Regions from separate parts of the Mus musculus genome. Here all the other regions are linked to region 2. The links are chromatin contacts, called in public Hi-C, HiChIP or PLAC-seq and promoter capture Hi-C maps. All regions are on one chromosome and are shown on one strand. Each heading gives the region's core, a stretch centred on a gene start, on an enhancer-like site or on the middle of the called end of the contact. The rest is flanking DNA. Distances are from core to core; before and after follow the strand shown.

Evidence for each region. A called contact is a pair of places that touch in the nucleus more often than the background predicts. HiChIP or PLAC-seq counts read pairs in DNA pulled down with a chosen protein or histone mark. Capture Hi-C pulls out chosen DNA fragments and counts their contacts.
Region 1: a promoter capture Hi-C map of adipose tissue shows a contact between it and region 2. The contact joins the promoter of 4930558J18Rik here to the promoter of Spats2l in region 2. A contact is called at or near these places in 1 of 484 Hi-C or Micro-C datasets (embryonic stem cells) and 3 of 9 other capture datasets (adipose tissue, liver and pancreatic islet).
Region 3: a Hi-C map of myocytes shows a contact between it and region 2, with 3 times the contacts expected there. The contact joins the enhancer-like site here to the promoter of Spats2l in region 2. A contact is called at or near these places in 9 of 39 promoter capture datasets (the 3T3-L1 cell line, 3T3-L1-derived adipocytes, cranial neural crest and 5 more), 5 of 484 Hi-C or Micro-C datasets (cerebral cortex, embryonic fibroblasts, myocytes and 1 more) and 12 of 115 datasets of contacts at active chromatin or transcription factors (craniofacial prominence, embryonic forebrain, embryonic limb bud and 6 more).
Region 4: a contact with region 2 is called in an H3K4me3 HiChIP or PLAC-seq map of embryonic limb bud, with 6 times the contacts expected there. The contact joins the enhancer-like site here to the promoter of Spats2l in region 2. A contact is called at or near these places in 11 of 39 promoter capture datasets (the 3T3-L1 cell line, 3T3-L1-derived adipocytes, cranial neural crest and 5 more), 1 of 15 datasets of contacts at CTCF or cohesin (large pre-B cells), 17 of 115 datasets of contacts at active chromatin or transcription factors (SST interneurons, craniofacial prominence, embryonic forebrain and 8 more) and 2 of 9 other capture datasets (embryonic stem cells and liver).

Annotation. Positions count from the first base shown.
Region 1 is chr1:57,374,627-57,380,755 of GRCm38.p6, forward strand. It overlaps 4930558J18Rik (RIKEN cDNA 4930558J18 gene), which reads right to left and starts at 2,918. Exons shown (of 4, transcript NR_037999.1): 1 at 2,779-2,918; 2 at 622-893. It overlaps 1700066M21Rik (RIKEN cDNA 1700066M21 gene), which reads left to right and starts at 2,994. Exons shown (of 2, transcript NM_028546.1): 1 at 2,994-3,320. The coding sequence starts at 3,045.
Region 2 is chr1:57,772,046-57,778,727 of GRCm38.p6, forward strand. Spats2l (spermatogenesis associated, serine-rich 2-like) reads left to right here and starts at 2,816. Exons shown (of 14, transcript NM_144882.4): 1 at 2,816-2,979.
Region 3 is chr1:57,508,674-57,514,517 of GRCm38.p6, forward strand. No RefSeq gene overlaps it. Among named protein-coding and RNA genes, the nearest start is that of Gm22371, 89 kb to the left of the region's middle. Within about 2 kb of position 1,883, at least 18 of the 459 cell types and tissues checked have an H3K27ac peak or open chromatin away from gene starts, as enhancers often do. A contact at or near this core is called in myocytes, where this site is marked.
Region 4 is chr1:57,475,639-57,481,520 of GRCm38.p6, forward strand. No RefSeq gene overlaps it. Among named protein-coding and RNA genes, the nearest start is that of Gm22371, 56 kb to the left of the region's middle. Within about 2 kb of position 2,278, at least 24 of the 459 cell types and tissues checked have an H3K27ac peak or open chromatin away from gene starts, as enhancers often do. A contact at or near this core is called in craniofacial prominence, embryonic limb bud and second pharyngeal arch cranial neural crest, where this site is marked.

The sequences.
Region 1 (6,129 bases), core at 1,668-4,167, 400 kb before region 2:
GAAATTCGGGCAGAGCATTGCCTTCATCTTACAGCTGCCTCATAATGAAGAGTGAGCTACTTCTTCAGTTGTGACAAATCCCTTAGTTTTTCAGGCTTTCACTTCCTGTTACATGAGATAGGCCAGTTTTACTACTGATTACGATAAAATGGCTTCATTCTCTTTCTGTTGTCCTTTATGATGAACTTAGTCTTTCTGGGAGTCCTTAAAGTTTCAACTTTTTTCCATTATATTGAGGAGCATGGTGCTCCGAGGACTCATCAGGAAACATTCTGAGAACTGAGAAGAAGCCAGATATGGGCTGTAGAGGTTTGCACACTACCAACAATAAAATGCCAACTGAAGATCACAAAGAACTAGAAAAGAGGACATTTTACTCAACTGGGTATAGTAACTTTGTTCTTGTAACACCTCTTATTGAGTTGGAAGTCTGGTTCTGAGAAAGACTAAAAGGCAAGAAAGTAGAGTCCACTTGTACGGATGATTGTAGAAAGATCAGAATCATCAGGGTTGATTTTGTGGGAGAAGATGAAGATGAGAGAAAATATTATGGTAATAACAAGGAAACATATAAGAAGTAGCTACAGAGTCTATGACATAGCATATAAACAACACCCATACCTTTAACGACGAATTGAGAGAGATGCTGCTTTCCCAAGAACATGTCTCCTGTAGGGCAGCAGAAATCTTGGACTGGGGAGTGGGGCGCTCTCCTTACTTCAGCTTGTTTCTTTGCTCTTCGGTTCTTCTTTTGTATTTCTCAAAGGCCTCAATTATCTTAGAGATACTAAGCCTACTTTGAGATATTTAGCATTTGCTGCAATTACTTTTTTTTCTAAACACAAGTACTTCCTGTTCTCTTCAGCATATGATTATTTCACTAATCAGTCAACCTGAAAAAACAAAACCACAAGAATCAAAAGCTACATTAGCAATATACACCCACATTTGGACTTGTAGACTACAGCTTAACAGTCCTAGACCCTGGGAAAACATGATTTGCAAAACAAAAGTGAAGATCAGCTTCCTTGGTGTGATTCTATCCTGACCTCTGCTTCTAAACTAGCTATTTTAATAAAGCAATCAATCTACTTTGTGGTAGGAATTAAATAATTTATTCTTGGTTTGTATCTTACTTTTCTATTGCTGTGATAAAACACCATAACCGAAGCAACTTATAAAAGAAAGTATTTAACTGTGGGCTCATAGTTCCAGAGGGTTAGATAGAGTCCATGACCCTCATGGTGGGGAGCATGGCAGCAGGCAGACATGGTGCTAGTGTAGGACATGGTGCTAATGTAGTAGCCAAGAGCTTAGATCTTGACCTACAAGGATGGAGGAGTAGTGGGCAAACTTAGAATGGTGTGGGCTTTCAAATCCCCAAAACCATCCCCAGAAAAACACTTCCTCCAAGAACTCCATACATCAGAGCCCTTCTCAACCAGTTCTATGAACTGGGAACTAAGTATTCAAATATGGGTCTGTGGGGGCCATTTTCAATCAAAACACCTCAGTTACATTTATTATGTCAGATAGAATCTAACAGTTTTTGTCAAAGTAATTGGTAAAGCATACCTCTATAAAGACACTAAGAAAATGTACAGAGCAATTATACTTTGTTAACAAATACAAGAAATTTAAAATTAGAATAAGGCTTGGGATATGACCTAGTTGGTAAGGTGCCTGCCTCTTTCCCCAAAGCATGGGGGCTGAATTGGATCCCCAGCATCCACAAAACAGAGAACCCAGTAGCTGGGAAGTTAGAAACAGGCAAACCATTGGGGGCTTCTTGGCTAGCCCAGTCTAGCCTAATCCATGAGCTTCAGGTTCAGCAAGATGCTGTCAAACAATAAACTAATCAATAAAAAATTTTAAAAGATGGAGTGTGAGGAATGTACTGTGATACAAAAAAACTGCTCTCACCTTAAAGATGAGCCACATATCAGTTAGCTCAAGTTTTACAGTATCAAAATAGAAAATATTATATAATTTAAGACTTTGAAAATAAGATAACAGACAGAAAATTTCTGCTATAGGCCTCTAATATAAGTCTTAGCTTCTGGGCTGGTGGAAGCTAAGCTAATACATTTCAAAGGTTTCATCTGATACTCACTAGTATGCTGGCTGTTTAGGTACACAGGTTAGCTAGGAAAGGCTATTAATTAAAAGAGCGAAAGACAGCTCAAGATAATTTTTAATCAGGGTTTGAACTTACAACATAATTTCTCCCCAGTCATTTAAGTTCTAATCAGCTAATCACTCCTGCAGAAACTTCAAGTTTCAACTTCTTTCCAGGAATCTCCTTTACACCCAAAGTCACTTCAAGCCCACAGCAGCAAACAGATGCATGTGCGTGTCCGATGTGCACACACAATGTTAAAACAAGATTCACTTTTCCCACCTTTAGCATAAATTTGGCCCAGTCCTATTTCTACACAACTTTAAGTAAGAAGTTGCTATTTCCACGACTTTCCTATACTTTTCAACGTGGTTTCAAAACCCTAAATCGGAAATTCGATAAGCTGTAAACACCCCTACAGTAAATGTGTGAACAAGTAGGCCTTTTCTCTATCTTCCCTAAGGTAAGTGTCCAGCTCTCTCTCTCTACCAACTAGGAATGTGCTAGACTTGGTGTGGAGCCAGAAATTCCCTAACTAGGTAACTTCGGGACATAGGGGATTCTTTTCATTCTGAGCAAGTACAAGACTTTCAGAACCATTCTTCTTTACCTTGGACTAAATTAACAAAGACACATCTTCACCGTGAGGATGAACCTACCAAAGCTTTTATACAGAACCCGAGGAAACTCTGACCCTGAGCAGCTGCTGCTGTGCATGGGCCCAACCTGCGGGCTCTTCCACGTCCGTTCGAACTTCCCGGCCGGGGCTGAGTCCGCCAACCACAAACGTCCTTCCTCCAGCCGCGCCCTCCGCTCCCCCTCCCTCCGGACGCACGCGGCGTGCTGACGTCACGGCGACCGAAGCCGTTGGGCAGCCGAGGCCCCGCCCTCGCTGCCGGGTGAGCGGCCCTGGCGGCTCGAGCCCATGCTGGGGTCGCGGCGTCTGCGGTCCCCCGCGCTGGTGCTGCTGCTGCTGCGGCCGCTGCTCGCTTCCGGAGACTCCGCGTCCCGCCTGCAGACCCGAGCCATGAACCCGGGCGGCGGTGAGCGGGGCTCCCCGGAGGACAGCCACCGTCTGCAGCGCTCCACGGTGCCGGGCTCCGACCCGCAGCGCAGCAACGAACTGCTCCTGCTGACATCCCGGGAAGGAGATTCCCCGGAGCAGCGGCACCACGTCCTCTACTTCCCTGGGGACGTGCAGGTAACGCGGGGCCAGGCCTCCCCGACACGCCCACACGGGTTCTCATACGATGGGGGTGCGGGGCGCGCCCCCGTTCCTGCCAGAGCCCCATCCGGGGAAGGGGCCTTGGAGGGCCACGGTCTCCAGAGAGCGGCTGTCAGTCCAGGTGCCACTGGGTGGAAGGAGAGGCGCGACAGGGAGTGGGACAGCCACGCACAGCTCCAGCCTGCTCTCAGAGGACTGTGTGTGTGCTGGGCACTGGACTGTTTAGAAAACGCTGACTGACCAAATAAAATACATCCGTTGCTAAAGTGACCTTTCCAGTAACCCTAAAACACAGCAGTGGAAGGGATGCAATCGTCAAGAATGCTAATGATACTGAGAGGCCCATTTGAATTCAACTCATCTGTGTGCTTCCTGTTACTGGTTTTTATAGCTGCAGACATACGTCTTTGCTGAAGCTGTCCTGGAAGCTGGGTTTTAATGTAAAACTGCATCGTGCAGTGGATACATTAGCCGCGTGAGAGTATCTGAACAAGTTAAAATGAAAAGGCAGCGTTCTCTGTCTCACTAGTTGTATTGCCAAGTGTTGAGTCACCACAGGTGACTTGCTTGTACCCCGTTGGACAGCGCAGATACAGTTGGCATTTACATTGAAAATCAATTATCCCAGAGCGTTGTTAGCACTAGGGTAGATATTCAAGTTAGAATATAGCTAGATGGTTTCCTCATACTAGAAAACTGTTATTGTTTTGAAATTGGTGCTTTAAAATGATACACCAAAAAATCTATTTTCTCTTGCTGTTTTCTCTCAAATCAGTTGACTTGACTAGTTGACTGCTAATGGAAACTAGCAAAAACCCAAATTTAGGTTCAAGAAAATCTCATTTTGGTGCCTTTATTCCCAGATTGAAAACAAGTGTGTTGCTTCTGCTTCCTGCGACTTGTGACCAACTACTTCATGCCTTCCAGTGGTGGTGGTGGTGGTGGTGGTGGTGATGGTGGCTGAGTACTTTCTGCTGTAAAAGTGTTCCAGACAGAACATCCACCTGGCTTAAGTAGGGCCTAAAGTGTTCTAGATATAGTTTGAGGATCATCTTTCATTTCCCATCATCAGCCTTTGGGACAATGACAGAATGGTAATGTTCAGAGTGTGGGGTTTTATAGAGCATGAGGTCTTCTGGAAAAGAAATGGAAGGCCGTGCATCCCAAAGCTTCAATGCCAAGTCACCCAGGTTTCCCATTCCACTCTGTACTTCTTAGCTATGAAGTCTATGCAGATGTTAAATCTCTCCATTGAAGTGCCTCAGATATAAAAGTCAGAGGGCCTCAATCAAGCTGAAATTTGGGAATAACTCTAGTTAGGTTCCAGCCCCTTCTCACCTTCAAGTAGCCTCATGCTCCACTCTTGGGATTTTTTTACTCTACTCTTTCAGTGATCTCTTTCCATCTCGTGACTTTACATACTGCCTCCATGCTCACGAGCCTGGCATTTATTTAGTCTAGACATTAGCGGGTGTTTATGAACTCACCAATTGCATGCCTTTACTTCCTTTGGATATTTAGTAGCCTTCTAAAACTGAAAATCTATTGAAGCAGCCTTCCTTATCCAGGTTAATGAAAATACCTATTTAACGATTCGACTTAGAAATCCAAAGTCATCTGTAGATCTCTCATATCTCCGGTCTAATCCAGCAGCATGCAGTGTCTCCACCTCTCTGTATGTACAGTGATGGAACTGTGGTTGACAGCCAAGGTCTCATTATTCCACCCTCTTCCAGACCATCCCATGGCTTCCTGACCCTCAGCAGTAAGAGCCGGAGTTCTCTCAAGTGCTAGGAGTCCAGGTGCCATCACAGCTTGCTTTCCTGCAGGGTAACTGTCGAGGTGTGTTTATGTCTCTGGGTCTCCTTACACTGTCTTAGGCAGTTCCCTTTAGCTGGATCCTTCCTTGCAGCTTAGTTGGGCTGTGTAATTTATGCTCTGTAAAGATGTTCCTTCCCATGGTGCATTCTGGAGAGAAGTGTGGCTCTTACCCAGTGTAGCTCTCCTCATTCTTTGCAGTCCATTCTACGTCACATCCTTATTATAAATGTTTCTGAACCCTTGCAAACAGGAAGTTTTCTGAAAAGATTCTTTGGACTCCAGTTCAGTACAGTGTGGGATGGACTCCTAAATTTCTGCATCCGTGAGCATCTAACTGGGATAAGCATTCCTTGGTCTCTGCAAGAGAGTCTCTTGTTGCCTGCCTCACTGGACATGAGTAGAGACATAGCCTCCACTCCTTACCTCCCATAAGCATCGTAAGTGCATTCTATCCCCAGGAAGAAGAAACTCCTTTCAGTAGGGTAGTCATAGTTAATAGTCTGGGGTGAAGAATCAGTTTGACTAGGGAGGCATCTGATCCCCATTTCAGGGAGTGGAAGTATTTATCCATGGTTCTTGGGTCTGATCTTTGATATAACAGTAAGGACCCCAGTTTTCATATTTGAGTTCCTCAGTAGTCGCATTTTCTTTCCTTTAGATCAAATAACCTGGGGCTGATGGAGGGAGTGATATTTAGATTTATAATACCTATGATGTACATCCTAAACTGAGTCATAAAATCTGTTTCGCTTGCATCCATTAAATAATGAAGTAATTGTGTAGCTTCAGGACTTTGGGGCTGTCAATTATAAGCTTATTTGCGTGCTTATCTATTCATTCATTCATTCATAGGTTGTTCACTATGTATAGCCCAGGCTGCTCTTGAATTCTGGATCCTCTTGATTCAGCCTCCTAAGTACTAGAGGCACTTCCACACTTAGCTCCTAAGTACTAGAGGCACTTC
Region 2 (6,682 bases), core at 1,566-4,065:
TGTGGTAGGCAGTCCCATCTAGCCAAATGCTGCCTGGTGCCCTGGAACCTAGCAACTACTTCACTCCCTGTCTATACCACTCACGCAGATATTGACATTCAAAGGGACAGTGTGCAACTGATGAAAGCCTTAAGCCAGCTTTCCTGAAGGTGTTCCTTGCTCTGAATGACCCACACCTACAGATTCGGAAATCTAGCACAATGGGGATTGAAAAGCTAGGAATGTGGCATTTGACGGAAATCAATACTGTTCAGTCAGCTTTACTGACCCCCATGCTTACAGGAAGCACACGGGGTTGAGAGTGGAGGAGACAACATGGCAGAAAGCGGTAGCTGCAGGTTTAAAATATCACTTTGAGATTTTAAACATGAGGAAATACAAACCAACACACTTTGCCCTTATATATTTAGACATTTGCTGCTGTGCCATTTGTTTGCTACAAAAGGGATCTCTAGTTTTTAAATCTAGTTAATCAAACAGTAAAATGAGTATAATCTTGCAAAATAATTCTGAAGAGAATCATACTGGCATAAACTCTTGGTTATCATTTCATACAATGTACTTTTTTCAAACAATTCTCCAACATCTACTTAAAAACACAAATTGGTTTTTGTTTTTGTTTTGTTTTGTTGTTGCTGTTTTTTCACATTCCATTTCTTTGGGTTTTTACCTTTCCGGGTAATATTAGTACAGATCTATTTTATATGATTTTAAAGATTGTTTACTCTTGACTCATCAAAACGCTGTCTTGTTAGTTATTTGATGTGCAAGACGCTTTTACTGATATTTCAGCAAGTGCTTTAAACCTTAAGGTTTTACTTTTTTTCAAACCAAATTACTTTGAGCAATCAAAGGTCTGAGTTTGATTTGAAACTCTCAATAAGACGTTCAGCAGTCTGATTTCTCTTGCTACGCCGGGTCTAACTCCTGAAAGATAGCATTGTTTCCTTTGGGTTTTCAGACCGTTGCCCTTTCTGGGCAGGGCCACCACGCCCTGGAGATGAGCTGGAGTCAGGTTTGTCCTTCGGTAACTGTTACTCTGTTTTTACATCAGTCCCACGTTTTGACTTCTCTGCTCTTGGCCCACAAAGCAGTTATTATTATAGGTATGACTTACTGGAAAGCCACCCTCAAATATGAAAAGGCCAGGCCTGGCTTCTGAAAACCCTTTCATCCCTCTGGTCTTGAAAGCATTTTTTCTGTCAGACTTCAGTAAGCAAGTTGGATTTGGAGTCCCAGGAAGGTTATGAAGTGGTAGAAGAAAGGAATGAAGCCAGAGTTCAATGTTATTTCCAAAGCCCATCCTGAGGGAAACGATAATTTATTACTTGTTTTTGGAATTCTAGTCATGGGGGAACCTTCGCTCAAAACTTAAACGACTTACTTTGCAAGAAGCCCTGAAATGTGCACCACACTCCAAGTTGAATCATTCCAAGTTACTAATTAATTCTTTCAAATTCAATAAGCAATAGGGTGGCATTTGTCCTTGACTTGTACAGAAGCTGGCTTTTCCGTCTGCACAAAGGTTGGGCCAGACTGGGTTCAAATTCTTCCTCTAGTTACTAGTTGAAAACTTAGACAAGCTATTTAACTTTTTGTCTCCTTTCTTTATTTGCAAATAAGCGAAAAAAAAACATACCTACCCACTGAGTTTATCTGAAGGGTTGGATCAGATACTAAATAAAGCACACTCATTCACCAATCCAGCCTATGGGGTGGGAGAAAACTCCCAGTCAGGTAAGAAAATGAGTTATTTCCTTTCATCTCTTCTTTTAATCAGAGTGACCTTTGTCAACTGGGCTATGATGTATTGTAGATCCGAATGTTACCTGAAAGTGTAATTCGTTTCAAATAACGACTCCCTTAAATGGAATACAATTCCGCTGTTCTGAGCTTGAGAGGCGAAACCGACTGATTTGATATTTGTAGAGGGCTGAGAGCCAGGAAGCCCCCCACCCCACTCACCCAAGGAACAGTTACTGCTCAGAGAAAGGGCGGCTAGGAAGTTACCCTTCAAAAATAAACCTGAGAGCAGCCTGCATTTCCCTCTGCTGCCTCTGGAAGAGGTGTGCGATCTAAAGTGCGTCCATCATGAATAATGCTTGCCTTTCCTCTCCCAACTACTGCACTCCCAGGCAGAAACATCACCAGCCGCTGCCACTGGGTAGCTCAGGGCAGCTCAGTGGGTGATCACGCACGATTAGATGCCCGCGTGAGACCCGGAGTGAAGACGAGGAGCCAAAACACTTCAGCTCAGTCTGATTTCAAAGGTCGGGCTGAGCCCCCAGAGCTCATCCCAGGGCCTGATTTTCCGCGGCTTTTCCGAATAAGCTATCTTTGTTTACATTTGAGCTTGGCTCACTCCCAGAAAGCATTACTACCTTCTGTCCGGAGAAGCATCTCGCCTTTGCAGACGGTGCTGGGGCAGCAAAGTTCGTTTTCCTGGGTAGGGAAGAGCGATTCTCTTGCTCCTCACGCGGGTAGTACCCAGTGTTTGGACAGTAGTGGGCAGTTTAGGGTAGGTGGAGGTTTGGAGGGGAAGGGGAGAAGGTTGGTGCGGGGCAAGCCAATGAAGTGCTGAAGCTGTATGGGGGATTCTTCTAGAAAGTAGGGTGGGAAAGGAGCTAGGGAGGGCGTGTGGAGGGACAGGATCCGTGTCAGAACGTGCGTGTGAGCGGATACAAAACCCAGGGAGGCGTGATCGGCGGCGTGTGTGCAAGCCCGAGCGAGGGGCGCCGGCGGGGTGTGTGCTCCTGGTGAGTGACACGGAGGGGCGGGCGGCCGCCGGGAGGGGGCGGCTGCGCGGGCGGGAGTGTCCCTGCGTGGGGCTGGCGGCGCGGAGTTGAGGCAGTGAAGGAATCCAGCCTGCCCAGCGGCCCAGCGGCCCTACCGCCGCTTTCCCTCAGCTCGCTCTCCGCGCTGCAGGGGCCGCCAGCGCCGCGCCCCGGCCCGGGACAGAGCAGCCGCGCTCGCAACGAGGTAAGCCCGGGTCCCCGGGTCGGGCGGCTCACCAGGGCCTGCGTGGCCAGGGTGGGGGCGATCGACCAGCCGAGCGCCCGAAGGCCGCCTCCCGGGGCACTGGGTGTGGCCCGAGCTTGGCCGACCGGACGCGGAGGTCGCGGTCCTTGCCTTCCCCCGGCGGGTGGTGGGGACAGCGGCGGAACCGATCGCGGACTCGGCCTGCCCTGCTCCACGCGGGCGCCCCCCTGCGCTCCAGCTCCGCGCCGCCGATCTGCCTGCCCGGAGCGGGGCCGCAGGTCCCGAGCGCCCCGCACCCCTCGGCACCGGCGGGATCGGGTCCCAGCGTTCGCGTGCGCGCGTCGAGGGCGCGCAGGGCAGGCGGGAGGGGGCGCCCAGGCCGCCGGACCGAGCGATGTCATTGCAGGGTCTGGGCAGAAAAGCCCCCCGGAGCCCGCGGGCGCCGCGGACTGCAGCCCGGAGCGAGGGTCGTTTCTGAGTCGCGGAGACAACTTGAGTTTTGCGCATCTGGGGAGATAGCAGAGCTTCTGGCGCTCTGCTGGGAGTTCCGTGTTTACTGCGGACACCGGGGTGAAGGATCCAGCCTTCACCTGGACGGGAATGCGACGGAAACCTCCCATCCTTTCCTTCCTCCTTGCGAGTGGAGCCTTCCAGTGCGCAGTAGGGTCGGCATTTGTGAACTTGATGGGTTTTCGGCTCACAGCAGTCCTGGTTTTTAGCAGGTGCCAAGGTTGTGGAGACCTGACACACTCATTAAAGATTCTTTGTAGACAGCATTTTGCTTTGAGTGCAGCACAATCTCTATAGTGTGAGACTAGCGAAAAACCCTTGAACTTCAACCACAGCGCCGTCCTTTCCTTCCATAAAACACATGTAATATTTCACTTGCTTATTTAAAATACTAAAGTATCTGACCCCTTTGCAGCCCCGAAGATTTTAAAGGGGAGAGGGACACGGAAATTTTAGAATTTGTGCAGAGATAGAGTAAGGTCGTGCGGTCTTTATACCGTCATTCAATTTTGTTTTAGAGGAGCATTCATTGCTACTCAGACTCTGTTTCCAGAGAGTAAGCAAATGTGCAGTATGGCAGAGAAAAGAAAGGACAGGAAGTCAGAAATAGAAAAAGACTATTCAAGTAGTAGAAAAAAATATTTTGAAAGAACTCTTTAAAAAGTTGCCTTCTGGATAAAATATTTTATGAGCCTTATGAAATTGTGTTACTTAACCAGAAAGCACTGTTCTGGGAAGATGGGAGACAGTCTTATCAAGGAACTGTAATGCTTTAAAAAATCTGTATATCTGATGTTTGTTGGTTTTTTAACCAGGAACAAAAAAAATCAACTTTGGGAATGATTTTCTATTTGGACAAGGCAAATACTACTTTAGTCTCTAATTAGAGTTTTGAAATAAACTCAAGCTGGGTTAAAAACCTTTTTCTGTAGAGCAACAGAACAGAAATCATGTCAGATTCCGTATGGCTTTAAACACACACACACACACACACACACACACACACACACACACACACACACACACACGACTAGCTCCAAGGGGGAATTTGCATAAAAATACAATTAACTTGAATGCAGAGAATATTTAAGAGATGAAGGGGAAAACACTGAACATCTGGGAAAGGGGTGTATTAATTGGCAATTTTTGTTCTTTAATTTCTGAAATATTAAATGAGTGCCTAGGAATCAATTTAGGTAGTGTGCTAATTTAGTCAGGCAAAATGGCCAGGGCTTCTTTTGTGTCTGTTTTGTTGTGAGGAGCCCCCCACCAAAGTGGTCAATTGCTAGTTTCTCTGCTCGAACTAATTTCAAGTGGCCATTGTGGGAAGAGGTGATCAAAGGAACAAACACTTAGGGCACAGCATGGCAGCCAGTGAAGCGCTGCCACGTAGGTCACCTCTACTTGGAAACGGCAGCTAAGCCTTAGAAATGCCTCATTTTTAGTCTACAATCAGAGGCTAGTACCATTGCTAACAGTGGGTGTTCCTTCATGGCTGGGTGTTTTTTTTTTTTTTTTTTTTTTTTTTTTTTTTTGGAAGGGCAAAGGTGGTCTCCCCTGGAGGATCTTTACAGAACTACAGTCAACATCTTAGGAGATAAGTCAGGATACCAAGTGTCAGATCCGGTTTTGATAAAATGGAAAAAGTAGAAGTTGCTTATGGCAAATTTTAGGCTGCTGCCACCACTCTCACCATATGACAAGAGAGTACATTTTGTATGTATCTAATAGACACTGCTTAGTCACTGTTGCTTCCCTGGTGACCATCTCTGGTACTTTCATTGTTACTTGACTATGATAATCTAATCTATATGTGTATGTGAAACAGTAACTTCTATAAGTAAGACACAGGATGTAAGGGCATATGCCATGTGGACAGACTTATAAATGGTTGTGTGCATTGATCGCTGAATGGTTGAATGTAATTCACCTAATCAGGTCCTTCTACCACTACTCCACCATCAAGTGGAATTGCACAATTAAAATGGAATTTGCATTATACAAAGAGTTAAAGGAAACAGTAAACATTATAGGAGAAAAGCAAACCTTTTATTCCCTTTCCTCTTTTGAAGACAACTCTTATGAAGGTGTTATTTCCTTAACACATCAAAATGGCTAATTTAGGGCCGTGAAGCTTGTTATATAAATAGGCCATATGTTGAATTCCTACCAGGATTTATCCATTCGGTGTATTATAATGGCTAGGACCCCCTAAACACCTTAGTAGAGAGAAATGATCTGTGAAGGTTTACATCCACAGTATGTAGCATTTCCATTATGCCTATTTGATAGCTCCTACTCTTATTTTCTTATAAAAAATTCTTAAACATTATCTACCATTCTATCATAACAGATCTTTAGCTGTGGTACTGATAACTCCCCATTCCTGTTTAGCTCTTGCATAACAGACTTTTCATGTTGGTTGTCTAGTCTCAGACCAAAGACTATGGGCATGATAACAGCATCTCCTCACAGCTTATACTAATCTTGTGCCTTCGATGATGAAAGATCCTTCTGTTTCTTAATACGTTATGGTTTCTCTGGATCACATGGTCCAGGAGTCCCTTCTGGTTCTCCAATAAGAAACTGTATCAGATCTTAACCTTTTCCTGTGACAGCTCCTGCCAGTAGACCGCCCTACCTTTCCTTTTCGTCCCTCACTCCTTAGAGCCTGTGCCCTCAGGCCAGCCTTTGCTGTCTGCTGGCAAATTTTACATCCCTCCTCATCTTCCTCTCTTTACCATTGAGTTCCCCAACCCATGCTTTCTCACCACAATGACCTCCTGCAAACATGCATCTCTTGAGAATGCTTCTCCAAGATATTCTACGGGGACTCTGTCTGCAGCGAGCTTGGGCTTAATTGAGTCAAAGCTATTGCTATTCTCGATGCAAGAAGCTCCCCAAATGAAGACGGCCTCGCTTAAGACTTTTCAGCTTTGTGTGATGAAAGCGTGATGTATATTAGGCGGGAAACTCTGAGTTTCCATTCTCTCCTCGAGGTAATGATAAGGGATACAATACTCTCTTGGAATGCCTAGTAGCCTTGGGCTACAGTTTCTAGTGAGCCCTGACATCAGGAGAGGAAATAACAGTCTATGCTGTGGCCAGTAGGCCCCATGTGGTACAGGATAGCTTTGAATGGGGGCCAACACAAAACTGTAACTAACTTGAAATATTTCTTTGTTAGCATTGC
Region 3 (5,844 bases), core at 633-3,132, 260 kb before region 2:
TACTCTTAAATAAAGTATACCATAAATTGGTGTTTTTCAAACCAAGACCTATGAGCAAATATTTTTCCTTCATAGAGAGCAATTTTTCCTTTAAATAAAATATAAGAGAAGAGAGGAAAAGAAAAGACAAGATAGAGGGTTTAGATTTAGAATCCCTGTTCTAACTCCATAGGATGTAGAACCCTCTGCCCAATTCCCTTGTTATTCTTCAAACCTGCCAGTCTCACAGCAGCATGATTTCATATGGCTGTGTTACAGCACTACCCTACCCCACAGTCCAAATGAGCATCCATGCCCTAATGGTTGTCCCAGGGCCACTCAGAAGCCCTGTAAAAGGTTGCTTATTCTCCCTGATTCCGTTGTCTGGCCTGATCGTAAAGCAGAGTCATGTTCTGCCTGCTGCCTGACAGTCCGTAGAGAAGCTCCACCTGGAAGCTACTCAGCCACCTTGGCTCTCCTCCTTGTAGATCAAGGTGTTGTGTTGGCTCATCCTGGATCTGCACTTGGGGTGAAACGAGCTGTAGATGGGTCCTTGTTGAATTATAGTGCAATGGAGAGAAGCCCTTTTCATATGTAGTATCTTCTTTGGGATCCTTGAACACATTTCTCCATGTCCTAAAAGCAAATAATCTACACAGTAGGGTGTGATGGAAACACAGGCCTGGTACCCTGGAGACCAGGCAGGGTACCTCCATTTTCAGCCTTAAGCCCTTCAACTTTAAAAAGAGCTAAAATCCCCATGATGCTGACACTCAGTTCTTAAATATATAGTGCATAGTGCAATTTATGCTTTTTTTCATACTATTTCTTTTTGAAAATTAAAAACCTCCCTTGTATCATCAAGGATTTAAGGAGCTTTACAAGGATACATGGGGGGAAAAAAAGTAGCAAGCCAGCATAAATTAGAACTATGTGAGGAGCCAAAGGAGAAAACAAAGACAGGGACCTCAGTGGAGCCAGGGGCCCTGGAACACCCAGGGTGCTCTCTGAGCTTTGCCCTCTCTCCTCAGGAAAAAAAAAATGCTACAGATAGTTTTGCATCCACATTGTTTATCGTGCAATCTCTAGCAGTGCCACCAGCAATCATAGAGATACCTTCATGTTCCTGAGGACCACTGACTTGCCCAAATTTTAATCAAGGATGCTGTATAAGTCAAGGACAACCTAATTTACTGTGTGCTTTGTTATTTAAAGATGGATAGATTTAATCATCCCATACATATTCTTTGTAAATTAAGGGCAAGCACGCTACATGTAAAATATTAAAAAATTCAATAAATCAAAATAAGTAGGAATCCACCCATCCTGGTTCTATAATGCAGTCAGTTAAGCAAGGAAAGCATTCAGGGGTGTGAGACTGGGATCTGGAGCACGCTGTCAGGAAGGAAAACACCACCCAGTCACGACCTTGAGTAGTGTAGACTCAAGCTTCCGGGTCCACCCTGAGTGAGGAGTCCGGCCTGATCTTGAACAAGGCTATTCTTTTTAAAGTCTTACGTTCAAAAAAAAAGTCAACATTTGAAGCCAGTTTCACATCTGTGGTCCAGTGGAGAGCAGAGGTTGTGAATGAAAAGTGTTCTATTTGCAAAGAAGTGAAAGCACCCATATCCATCAAGGATCCAGACAAGATCCAGTCTAGCTTCATTGTTTGCTAGGCGTCTCATCCAAGACCCACCCCCAAATACATGTTCTCTCTCTCTCTCTCTCTCTCTCTCTCTCTCTCTCTCTCTCTCTCTCTCTCCCTCTCCCTCTCCCCCTCCCTCCCCCTCTCCCTCCCCCTCCCCCTCCCCCCCCTCTCTCTCTCTCTCACACCCACACACCTTCACGTAGATTCACCCACATGTTCATACCCTGCCCCAGCCCACACATGCGCATCATAGGACACTGCAGAAGCGATCACTCTCTGTAGCCCTCAGTGTAAGCTGGAACTCCCTACAGTGGTCTCTCCTTTCCATCCCTGCTGCCCCGTCTTTCCACAACAAACCCTACTTGTCCCTACAAGTCAACCTAAATGTCACTTCCTCCTGAAATCATTCGTGCAGGATATGGACTGGCAATGTCCCTTAAACGGCAGCTTTCATAACTTTGCTCAAAGCAGTACACAGAAGAGATGTGTTACCATAACATTCGACTAACACAATTTGGAGAGACTACTGTGTCAGAGGAGAGCTGCCAGGGGCGCCACCACACCTCAGCTGCCTGCCACTGAGTTTCACACAGTGTGAGAGCCCAGCACAGAGAAATCAGCAGAGATTAGGGAACACTGACGGATGGTAACAGATGGGGTATTTATTTATTTCAAATCCTTTTTTTTTTTTTTCTGGGAAAGCCACATGAGATATATATCTTATTTCCAGAGAAGATTCAGAGGGAAACAGCTGTCATGTGGTTTCATTCCAAAACTCTTTAGTACAGAACAAACAATATGAGGGAGACTAGACAGCCTGAAGAGCAGACCTCCAACAATACAGACCCACCTCAATGGCAGTTCCCTGTCTCCTGTAACTTCCCAACCTAAAGCGAAATTCCCTCCAATAAACCAGCGCAATGACCTTTGAGTGTTAAATAAGGCTTCACACTCTGCAACTGTGATCAAAATATTCCCATGCTGGGTTCCCTCCCTCCCCCTTCCAAATGGAACCAAAGTGCTTTCAGAAAATTTATGGAATCCTTGAAAACCTAATGGTCCCTCAGTAGCCTTGGGTAAGCTACTGAAAATTTTAATTTCTGCTAACCTGCCTGCAGCTGAAAACAGCAAAGGAGATGCTTTCCTGTGGGCTCCCATTTGGGTTTCCGTGTTTCGTCAGAGTGTTCCACACTCTTGCAAAGCAGGCATGGTAGACAAGATTTGCACGGACCTACACATCTGTGGCACTGACTTGGTCATTCCTTGTATTTTCCTGGAGTAGGAGACCTCCCAGGTGCCTCCTGCTTTCTGCTTTTTTTTTTTCTTTTTTTTTTTTTTTTTCCTTTGGTTTTTCCAAGACAGGATTTCTCTGTATAGCCCTGGCTGTCCTGAAACTCACTTTGTAGACCAGGCTGGCCTTGAACTCAGAAATCTGCCTGCCTCTGCCTCCCGAGTGCTGGGATTAAAGGCATGTGCCACCACGCCTGACTTGGTTATTCCTAAGCCATAGGTGGTTTGCTCTTTAAAACGTCATTCAGCAGATTTTTTTGAACCAGGATGAAAAAGTGGATCTGTTTCTGAGTTTCATAATTGGAAACAGAAGAATAGCTACTAAGGCTTACATATAATTCTTTTTAAATGCTGTGTCTATGCATCTAAACATTTGCTTGGTTGTTTTGTTTTGTTTTGTTTTACCTTCCTACCCAGAATCTGTTCCCTACCCTACCATTTTCTTTTAGACAATGACACCCAATGTCCTTTTAATGAACCATTTCTCTTACTTTTGTGGGGCCACCCTTAGGGATGTGCTGCCCTCCTCTGGCCCGCTCATGAGCTGGCTAGACCAATGTTGAGGATGGTTGGCATTGACCCATCCCAGAGCTGGGACCCTGATGAGGCAAGCTCCTGTTAGGAGCCAGATAGATCTTGTTCTCTCACATCCCTTGATTGCTGCTCCTTCCGTTCATGAGGTTCTACTGCTTTTGCAATACACTGTTTATCTTGGTTGGTAAACAGGAATGGGTAGCGGGGATTTAAAAATCAAGGAATTCATACTATAAAAGTATTGGAAACAAGATGTGATATTTAAGGAAAAGGAAAGGATACTTAGGAGAGAATGCAGTGACTTATGAGAGAACACAGTATGGCCCAACAGGATTGTTGGGCCAAACCATGCAAAGACTGGTCCCGGGCAAGGACCACGCTGCTGCCATCAGCCTTTATCAGTGCTGCTCTGGGCTCTACACTCTGGGAGTTACTGAGACAATTGGTATCTTTGAATGATGAACATGATTTTCTCCCTGCCAACAGAGCAGAACATCCCACACAATTCAAATATTCAACACATGCATGAGTTAAGGTCTCATGTTGCACACCAGCTCCTCAGGGGAGCCCCAGCGAGAGCTGCCATTTCAGCTGCAATAGTGGATGGCTGAGTTCAGCAGAGCAGATTTCAGCACATTTAGGAGATACTCAACTCTCTGGCAGACGACGCCTATAATTTTCAAAAACAGAAATGATTGCATGGGGTCAGAAATGAGTCAGAAGTGAGGACTGTGAAAAAGATTGCATATAATAGAGGATAGAATGCCAAATTAACAAATAAACCTGCATAGAATATAAAACAAAATGATGGATTGCCATTCTTCTTTACATAAGATGAACTATTAATTTCTCTTCACATTAGAGCTCTGAGCCAGAGGCCCTGCCAGAGCAGGATCTGCCTTCCTGACCCACAGGAACTATGAGATGATAAGTGTTTACTATAAGCATGCCACAGTTAGAGTAATTCATTATGTAGCCATTGATAACTATTAAACACTCCAGTAAGAAGGCAGAGATTTTCCTATTGGATTAAAAAGCAAGATTCAAATATTTGCCACCTGTGACAGACATATTTTATAAAGATATAAGTAGGTCAGAAGTGTGTGGGAGATATCCTGGGCTCATGGTGTCCCAAAGACAGCTGGAGTGATAAACCTAACAACAAATTGAGTCGATTTCAGAGCAAAACTATTGCTGTGGAAAGTAAAGGTTATTTCATAATGCTGAAGGAATCAATTCAAGATGCTTTAATAATCCTAAATGTTTATGTGCTTAATCATGAAGCTTCCAAATATATAAAGCAAAAAGCTGGTAGAACTGCAGAGGGAATGAGATCCTTCCCGATTACATGGGAAATGCAAAGTCTTCTAATGGTAATTGATACTTTTGTATCAATTACTACTGAAAATTTCTGTAAGGGTTTAAAGAGCTTGAAAAAGACATATAACCTAATTGACATTTACAGAGCTCTTTACCATCAGCATCAAAGTGCACATTCTTTTGAAATGCACACAGAATATTTATTTACATAGGAATTCTGAGCTGTAAAAAGGCTAAGTAGGTCTTAAAAGATTTGAATCATACAAAACACATTCTCTGATTATACTAGAATTATATCTGAGATCAATAAGAGAAAGAACTCAGGACAGGAAAATCTCCTTCTATTGAGACACTAAGTAGCACACTTCTAAAAAACGCATGGGACCAAGAAGCAATCAAAAAATGAACTCAGAATGCATTTTGAATGGAATAAAAATGGAAACATGGCATATTAAAATTTGGGGGATAAGCCGGGTAGTGGTTGTGCACGCCTTTAATCCCAGCACGTTGGGAGGCAGAGGCAGGCAGATTTCTGAGTTCCAGGACAGCCAGGGCTACACAGAGAAACCCTGTCTCAGAAAACAAAACAAAAAAATTGGGGGGATAGAATTCGAGCAGTACTTAGAATGAAATATATACAATGCTAAATAATCAATATTAAGGAAAACAAAGACAGTTTCTAATCAATGATTTCAGCCTCCTCACTAGCCAACCAGAAGACCAACAGCAGATGAAAACAAATATTAGTATTAAAAAAATGGTTGTAGCTGAGGTAGTGAATGGAAAACATTAGGAAACCCGCCTCCTCCACATTATTTCTGCCAGGCATTTTATCACAGCAATGGGAGAAGTAACAAATACAGTTGATTTCACATTTGATAGCTACCCAACACATTTACCATATTAGCACACCAAGGATGCAGAAGCACAGTCATCCTAGGAGCTGTAGAAAAGTCCGAAGACAAAACCCAGGATCTGCTCTTGATATAGTCTCCCTGAATTACATATAGGGAGATATAGTCTCCCTGAATTACGTATAGGGAGCATCTAAATCTTTCCCTTGGAGATTAGAT
Region 4 (5,882 bases), core at 1,028-3,527, 300 kb before region 2:
GCAGACAGCAATTCTGAGAGCAAGACTGGAACAGCTGCTATCACACAGCCTATCCTGTCTAGTCACTTCTGTCCATGGCTGCTGCCCTTGAGTCTGCTGCTCAGAAACTTGCTTCTTTTTTGATTTCCCTTCCTTGCTCTCTCCCTTGTTTCCATTCTATTAGCCCTCCTTCCCTCCCTCCCTTCCTCCCTTCCTCCCTTCCTCCCTTCCTTCCTTTTTATTAAAAAATGTTTTAAAATTTAAATTTATGTTTATTTCTGTCTGTCTGTGTATGTGTGTCTATGTGTCTGTGTATATATGTATCTGTGTGTATGTGTATCTCTGTGTGTGTCTGTGTGTATGTGTGCCTCTGTATGTGTGCCTCTGTGTGTGTCTGTGTGTGTTTGTCTGTATCTGTGTGTCTGTGTGTGTCTATGTGTGCCTGTGTGTGTCTGTGTGTTATGTGTGTGTCTGTGTGTCTCTGTGTGTATCTATGTCTGTATGTGTGTGCCTATGTGTGTGTGTCTGTATGTGTCTTTGTGTGCCTATGTGTTTGTGTGTATTTGTGTGTGCTTGTGTGTGTGTGTTTGTGTGTGCCTGTGTGTGTCTGTATGTGTGTGCCTGTGTGTGTGTCTGTATGTGTCTTTGTGTGCCTGTGTGTGTTTGTGTGTATTTGTGTGTGCCTATGTGTGTTTGTGTGTATTTGTGTGTGTCTGTGTGTGTGTGTGTGTTTGCACCTGTGTGTGTCTGGGTGTGTGTGCTACGCTCTCCGGTAGAGTCAGCTGGACAAGCTGAAAGGCTTAAAAGTCACTCACGAGGCAAAAGAGTTTCAAGGAAGCTCTCCTCCTGGAGTCTAGCATTCCCTACCCATACATTAATTTTCCATTCCCGCATTAGTCTAGTGTATGGATCCACGTGCTCTCTTTCAGTATTTTCCTATTATAAGTGCTTTTTAAAATTGAATTCTGACATGGCTAAAGCCTTCTGCCAGTGTTCCAACAGTCCTAGAAATGTCCTTGAGCAAGATCATGGGCTTGGAATTCAGTAAGATTGTAAAAGGTAAGTCACTCCCTTACACAGGAATTTACCATCACTAAGGAAGAAGGAAGTTTCAGACCAAGGGAGAAACCAGAATAGATACTTAGAACTGTAGCAGAGTTACACCCATACACACGTATTTACAATGGCCTAAGGGGAAGGTGGACTATACAAGAGACTAAAATAGGAACTAAGGCAAGGGCGCGAAGCCCTTGACTCTGGCTTCTAAGATTAGTGAATCTTAGGTGGAGCCCTTGTTGATCCCAGCTGTTATCAATGAATTCTATCCCAGGTGGTTCCCGTTAGACCTCTTGTGTTTGCATTCCTCTGTTTTATGTAAGATTCCGGTTACCTCAATTGTACCTTGTGAATATGTCACCCAACTTCCTTATTGTCCTCTGCATAAAAGTCTGATGCTCGATTTGAAAATTACACTCAGATTCCACACGATCTCTCCTGTGTGTGTCTGTTTGTCACTCATTCATCCACGCTTTGCCCACCCGTGACTAGAGACCCGTTCCACACAGACACAGGGACCCAGAGGGTCTGTGGCATGTGTGTGTGTGTGTCGGTGTCTGTGTGTGCTGGGGGATAAAGTTACAGACCAATGTGTGTCACTAAACATGGGTGCTAGGAACTCAATTTGGGTTTTCTGCAAGATAAGGAGGCTCCAATCCATCTTTCCAGCACCCTCTGTAATTTTTAGAGAAACATCAAGAAGGAGAGAAAAGCCAGAGAGAGAGTGCACAGTCCTCTCTTGCTCTGTTTCAGCCATGTAAGCTTATGTGGCTGGACAATTTGGTGGGCAAGGTTTGGAGTGACGGCACTTGTTTGGGTTTCTATACTGCAATGGATTTTTTTCTCTTATTTAGAAATTGCACATGACATTTTGGGAGACTTATAAAATAGAAACATTTTCATTTGGTTCGCGACTCCTAATCTGAACATTTCGATTTACATGCTACACTTATATTACAGTCACCTCCATGATTTAAATCTCGGTCTTTCCTGCAAGTCTTTCTTACCATCTGAGCCCATAATCTATACTTCCACACAAGCCTTCCAGACTGGTTATAACAGAAGGAAAAATGTTGTTGAAATGCAAGCTAGTCATAGCAGTTCCTGCCCTTTGTAAGTCTCCAGTGATGAGTGGCAAGATTGATATTTCTGGAAAAGTATTTATATTGGTTCAGTGCTGGAGATCGATATGAGAGTAGATGGCCCAGAGTCTAACAGCTGGAGAGCATTTGCATGCATCCAGCAGAGCCAGGAGCCACACTGAGGAGAGCTGAATTGCTTTGCATGATCACATGGTACAAATTACTGGTTAGCAATGAAAGCAGAAAAGTAAAACAAGACATGGTAGAATGCTAGGACCTGAATGGCCAGAATTGCTATAAGAATTTAAAAATAAACACACACACACACTTTTTAAAACTCTTATCTTTTCCTTGCTGTGAAAGTTCTCCCCAAAGTCTGAGTGCAGTTTTCCGTGTTCATCTTGTCAGCTAGTATGAAACAGAGTAAAGTCAACAATTATGAGGAAGAAAGAAAAAATGAAAATGAAACTCCAGGGGTGGCAGAATCTATGGTTCAAAAGTGATATTGAAGTAGAAATCTCTGGAATCTTTCAGGGAACTTTAGAAGGGAAAGGAATGTGAAGTTTCCCATAACATCTGGATTGCACATTTGTTCTTTGAACTGTGGGTCGTCTCAGGTGTGGCAAGTATTATTTAATGTGACCATGCTTCTTTTTACTGTCCACAAATCTAGCACAGCAGTGTCCAGATCATATACCTTCAATAAATGGTCTTCAAATCGCTTAACATATTTAGTTGTCATGGATCTGTTTACACCCCCATTTTCTTTATGAAAAGACCCATCCTTTGAAGAAGTGTGGTTGGGATGGAATCTAAGGCTGTTCAGCGCCTCACTTGTGTGACTATTAAATCCACCAAGAGCCAGGAGTCAGGGCATTGAAAGTACTTCATTTTAACAACCCGGGGAAACATATGTACAAACAAGGAGTACAAATACTCATGGCAGAAAACACAATCAAATGAGTGGGATAAAACACGACAATCTTGTGCTTAATAATCAATCGCTCTAGATATTGTAAGGTCATTTTATACAATACTTTCCAAAGGAGAAATATATATATATATATATACATATATATATCATATATTTTGAGAGAGAGTTTTATCCAAAAAGATACCTCTGGTGGGAAAGTGGAGCGAAAGGCTGAGCATATGGCTTAGAACATGGAATCTATAATTAAGCATGCTGGCTTATATCCTGGATCCATCACTTAAAAGCTGTGAAATCTCAAGCAAGTTATTTCCCCTGTCTCAGCCTCCCTGCCTTATCTACAAAACAGAGAGTAACACCTACCTTACAGGACTATCATGAAGTGCCAATGACAGAACCCCCTGGAGTGCTTAGCCTGGAGTGGGCACTCAGTACATGTCAGTTGTTATTGCTGTAATTGTTCCTATTACTTACTGTGTACCAGGTCATTATGGAGAGGCCAGCCAGTGTCCTGGAAAGTTAGCAGGACAAAGTGGCAGATCTGGGTCGTGTGGATCTCTGTCTGCCCCAGGCTCAACTCAGGGCTCTCATAATGGATCCAGAGCACTTCCTGTCTTCTCTGGAGTAGTGGAAGGTTCATGTTTCACTCTTGAGGAATTGAATTCTAAGATGAAATGTTTAACCTGTTTAGCATATTGTTAAATTGGCCTGGCTCCCTATCTTCCAAAATGCACATTTTTGGGATTGATGGATTTAGATTTTTTTTTTTCACCCTGTTTAAGTCATTAAGTCTTTTCATCTCCTCTTCCACGGCTAAACATTGGCAAAATAAAAGCAGTGAGTGTCTCATTTGAATAAAATGAAACAGTCGGGGAGTCATTCTTGTTTTTTTGTTTTTTGTTTTGGGTTTTTTTCCCTGTTTTTGTTCAGGTTGCAGCCAGCTGGATATCGGGGTGCCAAATATGAAATCCGCCCTTTGCAAATGACTAGACATGTGGTGTGGCCTTACACTCAACCAGGTGTTAATGGAGTCTGTTAAGGAGGGGAGTGAAGAGAGGTGTCTGGGGAAGCTGTTATGCAGCTTATGGCCAGGGAGGATTTCTGGCAGCTAGTTAGTGCTGGTCCGGGCTTTTCAGACTTCCTGCTCAGCCACAGTTGGTGTTTGTGGCCACTGCACGGCTCTTAATTAGGAGAATAGACATCTGGATCATTTTCCAAAGTCATGGGAGTCTAGATGTGTTCAGAATTTAGCTATTTTAAATAAAAATATCAAAGCCAATACAATCTCAATTGCCAAACATCTGCGTAAACCTCAGAGCAGACAATAAGGTTTCCAGGTACAGAGAAGCCGGCACTAAAGGGGATCCCTTCAAGACTAAGCAAGGCCTTAACCGACAGAGAAGTCCAACTCCCAAGCTTACATTAGAATAGCTGGTCAGTGCTAATAATTTCTGTCTCTTTGTCTGTAATGTGAGGATAATGATTCAAGCCAGACTCCAGGCTCTCTGTGAGAACGGGATCAGATACATAAGTTCATCCTATTGTACTTGGATTTTTAGAGGCTGAAAAAAATCTAGGCATTTATCCCAGAGAAACAAAATATTACATTCATAAAATGGTATCTGCACAAATGTTCATAGTGACTTGATTTGTAACACTCAAATGCTAGAGAGAACCCAGCTCTTCTTCAGTGAGCCACGGCTGAAGAGCCTGCTGAGAGCATCCGAGGTTTGGTGCACACCCCTGGGATGGCTCGCAAGTGAATTATGCTAAGTTTAAAAGTCAAACTCAGTAAGTTTATATACTGTGTGGCTCCTCCAGCTTTACACAACCCATTCTTGTTCTTAGGGCAAGGCTTTGAAAAAAAAAAAAGCAAAAGTAAAAGATAAAATTCAAAAGACTCCACTAATTTCTAACTTGTATTTGATTCTGAAAAGTTGTCATTTGGATCCCTGAGCCAAGTACTAGCCATTGATGTTTTCTGTTAAAAGCAGGAAGTTGATCAAGTAATAATATATATATATATTTAAATACACAGGTCAACCTTATTTTTATTTGTAATTATTTGTGTGTGTGCGTGTGTGTGTGTGTGTGTGTGTCCTGCTCCATCACTTTCAGCCTTATTCCCTTGAGCCAGGGTCTTTCACAGAAACTGGATCTAGCCTGATGGTCAGAAAAATCTCAGTGACTGTCCTGCCTTTGCCTCCATAGGATCGGGATTACAGACGCGTGAATTGTGATGCTGGCTCTCCCTCTAAGCACTGAGAATTTGAACACAAGTCCTCTGCTGAGCATCTCCCCAGCCCCAGGACTCAGATTTTAATATGCAATGATCTGCTTTTCTGCTTTTATTTTGACTCCAAAACACCACAAAGAAGTGACTAAAAAAAGCCATTAAAATTAGTGTCCCTTCTTATGAGAAAGTGCATAAGAATATGAGGGAGGGATGGTGGAAGGATTAAATTTTGTAGCTTGGAGAAATGCAGGATGAATCAGACATTTCTGCTGCATGTCCTCTGGCTCTCTGAACCCCAGCCCCTGTTTACTTTACAGTAAAGAAGAGCCGTTGGGCCTATGGAATGTGATCCTGTAGTGTTAGTTCTGAGGGAGCCCTGCGCTGGCCACTAAAAAAGAGGTCAAAGACTATTAAAGATTCAGATAAGATAATTATTCCTTAATAAGTTCTTCTAAGACTGTAACATTAGCCCACTAGAAAAGAGTCTGACAAGCAACTATTAAGTTTCCATAAACAGTCACTAGTATTTTAGAAGCAGTCAAGCTTGTGCCCAAACCCCATCATCTCGTGAGTGTGAGGACTAAAATGACACGTAGGG